Regions from separate parts of the Sus scrofa genome. Here region 1 is linked to region 2. The links are chromatin contacts, called in public HiChIP or PLAC-seq maps. All regions are on one chromosome and are shown on one strand. Each heading gives the region's core, a stretch centred on a gene start, on an enhancer-like site or on the middle of the called end of the contact. The rest is flanking DNA. Distances are from core to core; before and after follow the strand shown.

Region 1 (4,128 bases), core at 185-2,684, 58 kb before region 2:
TCAAGAAAGGCACAATCAGAGAGACAGGAACGGCTGCAGGACGGAGGTCTGACCCTGGGGACAAGGGGTGCCGTTAAGTAAGGAACTGGGAGGAAACAGGACAACGAGGGCCCTGCTTCCTGGACTGCGGTGGGGAGGAACGGGGTCTTACTGCGTTAGTCCGCCCTGCTGGCCGGCCACGCTCTCAGGGAGGGCTGCTGGCCACACTGCAGCTTGGGCCGGTGGGCCCCCGAGGCACAGATTCAGGAGGCGCCAGGAGGGCCCTCTGGAAGCCTGGCTTGGTGCTCAGAACCAGAACTCATCTCAGGCCAGGCCCAGGGGAAGGCAGGAAAGCGCTCAGAGGTTGGGCCACTTGCTGGTTACGGGCTAAGGGGAACATGTGCTTCTGACCCTTTGGGACCTTGGGTACAACTTTCACAGTGATCCTTTCCCGCCAGTATTTATAAGGGACTCTTTTGTAATGAAGTCATAGAAAAGCTCTTTTCCAGGGTTCCTAGCCCTCGGGGCATGGCCTCAATCATCATCGTCGCTGTCATCAGAGACACCAGAGCCCTCAGCATCATTTCCCAAGCCCGCATTACGTAGGACACAGGGCCTGGCGTGGCAGTGCCTGCGTCTGAGTCTGAGAAATAAGAAGCTGAGAAGCAAGGCAGAGGGTAGAGGAAAACAAAGGTTGTTGTTGCCCGTGGAGCCACTCCACCCCCCGGGAAGTCAGGGCCCCACCCCGGGAATGCTGACATAACTGACCTGGGGACAGAGCCTGGGCATCAGCATTTTGAAGCTCCCCCAGGATGTGGGGATGTGCAGCCAAGACTGGGAACAACTCAATCACCGAGCAACCCCATAGCTGGGGCTCAGGAAGCCCCGCCCCAGCCCTGGCTGGAGCCCAGGGGCGCAGGAGATGAGGTGTGGCGCTTCCCTTAGCACTTCTCCTACATGGGGAATTTCTGAGCTTCCGCCTGGAATTTTCCATCCCTTGGCCAGAGGCTCAGCATAAGCGGGGACCTCTGAACGCTTCGGCCCTGGGAGCTTCCCTTCCTTCTTTACCCTGCTGTTCCCACCCCTGCCGTTCAACGCGGGTGTCCTTTTCTATATATTTGATATCACAGGGGAAAGAGACTTCACGCATGGCTGAGCGACACATAAATTCCTAGCATACCCCCAGAACTGATCCATTCTGCAGGATAGAGCCTCCAAGGAAGAAACGTAACCTGCTTCTGCTTTTAGCTGGAGGGTTCCGGGCAGCAAAGGTCTGTCTGCTGCGTTTCCAAAGCCTCTCCGGGCGGCCTGTGGGGGCCCGGCAGGGGTAAGGGGCCTGTGAGGGGCATGGAGACAGATGCAAGTCACTCAGCCAAGTTCCTGAGTCAGCAGACAGCCTGCAAACCTCGACGTGGGGCCCAGGCTGCCAGAGTGCTCTGCTCCTGCCCGCCCGGCTCCTCCCTGGAGGCAGGAATTTGGGGCTCCCTCAGACGGCTCAACCCAGAAGCTGCCAGCCTCCCTCAGAGGGGTTTTTCCAACCCTCATCCCCGGGCAGGACAGGCCCAGGAATCTGTCTCTGCCCAGTTACCTGATGAGCAAAGACCTGTCCCGGGAGCATGGACCAGAGCAGGAAGGTATCAACTCAAAGATGCCTATAGTGGCCAAGCACTGGCATTTCCGTGCTGGCGAGGGCGGCCGCCGGGCTAATTCCATGTTATTACAGCCTTACAGGAAGCCAGCCTGGCCCAGCTGTCCGCCAGCAGCGGTTTATGGGCCTTGGGGGCAGAGGGAGGGAGGAGAAAGGAGAGAAAGGAAAACACAGCCCTCTCCCCCCTCAAAAAATTGATCTGGAGTTATTTTTAGGTGCTTATTCATCCCACACATTCCTTTTTAAGAGTCAGGGCATGGGCTCTGCACAAAAGCCACTTAGCAGAAGGCAGCTGCTCACAGAGCAGATGGGGCAGGGGGCACCCACGAGCACAGGGCCTGCGTGAGGAGGGTCAGTGCGAGGGTCTTAAGGACCCCTCCCGCCCCCACCACACACACACAGTAAAAATATCCCAGGATCCTGAAGGCAGAGTAGGGAGTCTGGATGAAGTGAAGCTTTTAAATCCAAATTCCCAGGTTCAAGTCTGACCTCCAGCTTCCTCTTACCATACGGCTTCAGGCAAGTTACTAGGAAAGTCACATAAGACCCCCATCGTAGCTCAGCAGGTTAAGAACCTGACATAGTGTCTGTGAGGATGCGGGTTAGATCCCTGGCCTTACTCAGTCGGTTAAACGATCTGAGCTGTGGTGTAGGTCACAGCTGTGGCTCTGATTCAACCCCTAGCCTGGGAACAGCCATGTGCTGTGGGTGTAGCTCTTAAAAAAAAAAAAAAAAAAAAAACCCAAAAAAAACCAGAAGGGAAAAAAAAGACTCTGGGCTGCAACCCTGGCCACCCTTGAGCAAGTCACTCAACCTCTCTGAGCCTCACTTGCCACATCTACTAAAGGAGGCGAGTTAATGCAGGTAAAACAAGGAAAACTGGCTGTTAGACCCAGTGTTATGTAAGAGCTAGCTACTGTTTCTATTATAGCACCACACATATGTTAATTATGGCCGTCAGTAATAATAATCATTAAAATAGCACCGTGCGGTAGGATGGAGAATGAAGTCACACAAGGCCTGAGGTGGAAAAGAGCAAAGTTACAGAAAGTTGTAGTCACGACCCAACGCCTGCTGAGGGTGGGTGTGGAAGACGCTTTGCCTCTGTTCAGGCGTTCATGCCAAGCCTGAGTTTCTCCTCCTGCACGTAGGATAATGCCTTCTCTTGGGGGGCTCGGGGGTGGGGGGTGCATGCAAATGGAGCCCACAGCACAGGCACAGGGGGTGCTTGGTAATGCTAGTTGACGCTGAAATCACTTAGCCTGCTGTGATGGCTAATTTTGGGTGCCAACTTGACTAGGTCCCAGGGTGCCCACAGAGTTGGCTGAACCTTATTTCTGGGTGTGCTGGCTGACCCTCTGAGGGCAGGAACCTGGTCTCATTCCAAGCGCAGCCCAGGGCAAGGAGCTCTTCTAAACTTCAGGTGAGACCTTGAAGCACATGTGCAGGAAAAATTCTGCCGTTGCTAAATAAACTGACATTGCTGGGAGTGACAATCCCTTTAATAAACATGTTCATGTTCTAGGGAAAAGCCAGGTAAATAACAAATAAATGTCAATTGCCTTCACTAGGATACAGGCTCTGAGAAATAAATGTTTGGGAGAAACACAAACCGTGACCTCATCAGGCTGAGGAATTTCTGCTTCTCCTGCTGGGGTCACCTCTGCTCTGAGAATCCCGCTGGCAATGAAACACCTGATGAGGCTATTGCCACAGCTGTCAGGAGCACCCCCAAAACACACACACACACCCCCACACACCCCCCATACCCCAAGCCTCCCACACAGCACTAGTAGCACAATCTAAAGCCTTTACTCTCTGTAAGCCACAGTTTCTGTCTACAAAATGGGTATAAAAACCATGGCTCAGAGGTTGTTATAAGGATCAAGTGAAAAATAACGTGTGCAAAAGTACTCAGGAAATTATTAGGGCCCATAAAATTTCCCAAGCTCCAAAAAAGTCCCTTTATTGCTTGGTTTATTAATAAATCATAAAACCTGTCCTTGTGGGGATAACTGGTTTCATCGCCTATGGTCTCTTGCCAATTCTTGCCTCGTCAACCTTGCCGCTCCTTCCTTTGCCTGGCTTCCAGGATCTGGCTCAACTAGTGTCCTGCAAGAGCAAGGACTCGGGCTCTAGCCTGCCAAGCTGCGTGAACTAGGCTGAAGCCCTGCCTTTCCCCGGGGCCTGTTTTCTGGAGCTGGTCAAGGGTGGTAGAGACAATGCAGTGAGATGACTGGTATCCAGGGCACGGATGTGTGCTCAGTGGCCATTAGGTTTGGGGTGCTGAGGGGCAGAGCTCAGTGACCAAACCAGATAAGCGGATCTCTGTCTCCCAGGGGGGCCAAATTGGGCCTGAGTGTCACCTAGCAACATTCCTAGTGAGATCTGGTATTGCAGAGAGCCTGGTGACAGTCCCCTGACTCCCACCCCAAACTCCTGCAAGAAGAGGCGTAGAGGCCACAGCTCCCTCATTTTTCCTGGGAGCAGCAGTGAGGGGA
Region 2 (4,607 bases), core at 518-3,017:
ATTTCTCTATTGCTCCAGTTTTTACTTATTTGAGACTCTAGAAGGAGGGAATTACCATTTATTTTCCTTTTCCATTAAAAAAAAAAAAAAAAAAAGATTCACACTGCGTCCTGGAGCAAGAAGCCTCATGTGCCCAGGCAGCTAGTTGAGGCAGTGACACCCACAGCAGACAGGTAGCTTCCTTCTTTTCTGCAGTCCAGCCCAGAAAGTCAGAGGACAAAACCTCAAACCTAGCTGGACCCTGGGAAGCGGAAGTGAACGGCCATCTCTCCCATCCCATCTGAGACAGGATGATGACCTGGAGGGGACACTCTCTATTTACATCACCCAAACACACCTGCGAAGGTCCAGAGGTGCCTCGAAAAAGAAGAGGATGAGGTCCCCTGCGACGAAGAGCTTTATTCTTTGCCAGATTCTATACACAGAACACTCAGGACCTCGAACTCTTTTCCATCCAAAACCCCAAAGCCCTTCCCTCATAGGGTACTGTGTTTGGAGGGGGAGGTGAGCAGAACACAGCAGGAGAATCAGCCTCTGGCAGTGGAGGCCCCCCTGGATCTTCAAAGGCTCCACTCTGAGAGCAAGAGTGAAGAACAAATCTGCCCATACAACTTTGGCACTGGTATTAATAGAAGTGCTGTGCCCTTCGAAATGGATTTTGCATACAAACGAGCCGAAAATATGTCAGCTTTATTCAGTCCAATCAATACTCCAGGCATTAAAACTCTGAGGTAAAAATGGATTGTGGCTTTTTGTTGATGACAGAGAAGAATTTTGGCCCCCAGCCCTGGTCAGGCTGGACAAATGGGGCAGCCTGCCGATTCGCTGTCAGGCACATTTTGGGGGATGAAACCAAAACCCCAACTCAGGGTTCTGGGTAGCTCAGGGCAGCTCAACTTGACCAGCATGGGGCCGTCGGTCGGAGAGCCTCGGACCCTGCCCCCCTGGCCGGCCCCCTCCTCCAGCCCCCAGTTATCGTCCAAACTCGGCCACACATCGCATTTCCTACATTCCTTCTCGCCGCTCAGACCCCTTCAGCTCGGCCCTCAGAGGCCGACAGCTGGGGGTGGTGTGAGCCAAGCAAGAGGCACAAGGAAGGGGGTGCTAGAGGTGGGGGGAATGTCAGCGCAACCCTGAGGCGACAGAGAAGGGAGCAAAGGGCTCCCACCCCTCAGACACCCGACCCGGCGCCCCACTGGTGTCCCTCAGCAGCTCCTCAGTGAGCTGCCCCAGACTAGGGGCACCCCTTTCATTCGGCCCCTTTCGGGTTCCTTCCCCCTCTCGCCGCTCCTGAGACCCCTCCCCTGCCCCGCCAGGACCCTCCGCCTTCGGCCGCGCAGCTGGCATCCTGCCAGCAACTCGGGGCCGCCCTGCCCTCTTCCCCAGATGCCCTCGGGGTCCCCGACCGTCCCGAATCGCCTGGACCAACACGCTAGATGAGCTCTCTCGCGGCCCCTAGCCCGGTCCTTCCCTGGGCCTGCAAGACCTCTACTCCCTTCAAGTCCGCCTCTGGACACAGAGTCTCGGGATGCCCCAGCCGTGCACGCCCCGGCGTCCCCGGGTCCTCACCTGAGTCCGCTCGAAGCTCTCCCGCTCTGCCGCCTCCATCCCCGCGCCGACCCCACGCCGGCTCAGCACCTTTGGCAGAGGGTTGGGTACCTGCTTCATGGAACTGGCCATCCGGTCCATGTCGCCTCGCGGAGCCGAGTCAGGGGCCCTCTGCCGCCCCGGGATCCCCACGGCGCCGCCTGCCCCGCCCTACCCGCTGGGATCCGGCGCTAACGGGACGGCTCCCTCCTCCCATTGGCTGAGAGCGCTGCTACTCTCTCGAGGCCCCGCCCCCACTCAGAGGCTTCCCCGCCCGCCCCCGCCCCCTCCGGAGCTCCTCCGGCGCGCCCCGCCCGCCCGGGCCCCCGGGACCTAGAGGCGAGAGCAGAGCGGCCGGGAAGCCTGTCAGTCACTGGGTCCCGCGGCTCCAGGCGGGGGCGGGCGAGGGGCGGGGCGGGGGCGGCCCTGACCTGCCCTGGCCAGCCCCTCGCCGCCCCACCGCCCCTCGCCCGCCCCTCCCCCGACGCCAAGCGCGCCGCTCTCCTCGCCCTGCCGTGGCCGCCCCTTCCTCTAGAGCAGCGCTCTGCTTGTGCGGAGGGTCGCTGCCAGGTCCCGGCTTGGTGGGCGGCAGCCAAGCTGGAGGAGAGTCAACGGGACTCCCGCAGGGAATCTGGGCCCGCCTGGGACTGGCCTATTTACTCGCTCGGGATGAACCAACTCGGCGGCCGAGTCCCGGGATGCGCTACCCCGAGGCCGGCTTCTGCAGATTGGGTCGGCTTCTTACAAACCTGGACGCCTTGGGTGGCAGCTCCCACCCAGCTCCCTTGCTTCTTCCTCATCCCATCCCTGCCCCGAATCCCTGCCCATCCCTTTTGTAATGATCGCGACCCAGGAGCGCTGGGCTGGGTCCGTGGAAGCCTCTCGACACCTTTCCAAACCTCTCATTATCTGGATCTAGCCAGAACATATCGTTGGTAGAATCCCCTGTAGACACTTTATATTTATCCCCGGCTCTGGGACAACCTCCTGTCCTGCTCAGACGTCCGCCAAGGAACCGAAAGGCGACAGGCAGAGGGAAGTGTGATCCCTTAGCCGAGTTGCTGAAGAAAGTGAAGTTTCCCGTTACGTGCCAATTTTGGTGTTTTAAAAATAAACGCTTTGAAACTCAGTAAAGAAAGGCATTACTTTTTTTTTTTAAACTAAGAGCTTTTGATAAAATTCACACATTCAATAGAGAAGTGGAAGAGGGGGTGGGCCTCTGCAGGCACTAGGGAGCCACTGAAGGCTTTTGCTCAGACCTGTGCTTTTCAGAGCTGGCATTGTGTGGACGGGATTACTGGGGGAGAGGGAAGTGAGGGGACAGATGGGGAGATTCCAGCAGTAGGTGAGAGACAATGAGGGCCTCCACCAGCAAGGAAGGGAGAAAGTTCAGTCCTGTGGGACGTTCTGTGAATAGGTTTGGACAAAGAGAACAGAGGGAGCGAGGAGGCAGTGTTGGGGCAGAATTTCTGTAGAAGAATTTAAGGGCGAGGTTGATGGACGGGAATTGTCTCAGGCTACATGTGCACAGCAAGCAAGCTGGTTTCACCTTGTCTTAGATTGTGCTAGTAGGGGAGGCCCTGGGAGTGACTCCCCTTGGGTTTCTCTGGGATGAGGTTAGCTGTCACCTCATTTTCCAGGCTTTGCTCTAATCTTGGGAGAGGAGGCACCTGAACAGAACTGTGGCCTAAGGTAGAAAATGGATCACTGAGAGACCCCAATCTCTAGATCTCCAAGCCTCGATTTCCTGCTAGTGCCTCCCATTGGCCAAACCAGCTGGAAGTAGGAGGGCTAGGGTGATGGTCACCCCTGCCCCCACCCCTCTTTCCAGGCTCAGAGCAGAGTGGAAAAGAGTGCAGGCTGGATCTGGAGATTCCCCGCATGGGGGCTCCCAGGAGTGTACCTACAAGGAAAACAGGTAGCTTCATAAGATGACCTCTGTGTGCCCATTCTTGGTCCTGCACCTGCCTGGTGCCCTGGACCCAGCTAAAGAGTGATTTATGATCCTTTGCCCAGAGTTTATGGCTTCAATAAACAGGGGCTTTTTAAACGGGGATTAAGGGATCAGCCTACTTCTTATTAGAATAAACCAGAGTAGGAATCAGGAATTTGTGGTTTGGAGGCACCCTATGGAGAAAGACTCAAGCTGGTTACCTTCCTCTGCGAAACTCAGAGTGAGTTAAAAATAACATTTCCCACTTGCCACAGAGCAGAACTCTTTGCCAAGGATTGAGGGGAACCCTCCCCTGGGATATAAACTTCAGGAATCTGCTAGTTTCCTTCAGCTCTTACTACCTCTCCCAGTAATGCTGGAACCACCTGTTTGATACCTTCTGGGGATGCCAGGTTTCCAGACATGGAATCCTACCTCTGGGAAACCCACAGGAGGAATGGTAATTGTCTTTTGACCTGTCCCATTCCACACCTAGTTTGAATCTGATTTTTTTTTTTTTTTTTGGCTACACCCAAAGCATGCAGAAGTTCCCTAGCCAGGGATCAAACCCATACCACAGCAGTGACCCAAGCCACAGCAGTGATGACACCAGATCCTTAACCTGCTGAGCCACCAGTGAACTGAGGGTCTGATTTAATATCTGGAAATGAAGATACGCAAGCTGACCAAACTATTCCTATGGGTCCCTAGAGTCTGAGCATACATGTTTTAATAGCTCAACGAGGCATAATTAATATACAGTAAACTGCATATATTTAAAGTATACAACTTGATGAGTTTATTTTTCCTTTTTTAATTAATAAAAATTGGGAAGGAGATACTTAGAGGCTGTGCAAATATCCTGTTTCTCCTTAAATGTTTGGCCCATCTTTTAATTGGGTTGGTGCGACCTTAAAAAAACAAAAAGACAAAAAAAAAAAAAAAAAAAAGACCCTTTTGTCCTTTTGAGGACCACATCTGTGTATTCCTGACCACATGACAGGGCCCGTTGGGCAGCCTCGGCCCATGCCTCCCTCATGTAGCAGTGATGGGCTGTTATAGGCTGAATGTGTCCACTCCCATTCAT

Evidence for each region. HiChIP or PLAC-seq counts read pairs in DNA pulled down with a chosen protein or histone mark.
Region 1: an H3K27ac HiChIP or PLAC-seq map of skeletal muscle shows a contact between it and region 2. The contact joins the enhancer-like site here to the promoter of HIP1 in region 2. A contact is called at or near these places in 16 of 47 Hi-C or Micro-C datasets (adipose tissue, alveolar macrophages, brain and 9 more) and 1 of 2 datasets of contacts at active chromatin or transcription factors (skeletal muscle).

The regions. Positions count from the first base shown.
Region 1 is chr3:10,472,032-10,476,159 of Sscrofa11.1, reverse strand. All of the region lies in intron 1 of HIP1 (huntingtin-interacting protein 1), which reads right to left. Among named protein-coding and RNA genes, the nearest start is that of HIP1, 58 kb to the right of the region's middle. Within about 2 kb of position 1,434, at least 35 of the 83 cell types and tissues checked have an H3K27ac peak or open chromatin away from gene starts, as enhancers often do. A contact at or near this core is called in adipose tissue, embryonic fibroblasts, mesenteric adipose tissue and 4 more, where this site is marked.
Region 2 is chr3:10,413,578-10,418,184 of Sscrofa11.1, reverse strand. It overlaps HIP1 (huntingtin-interacting protein 1), which reads right to left and starts at 1,767. Exons shown (of 34, transcript XM_021086314.1): 1 at 1,570-1,767. The coding sequence starts at 1,689.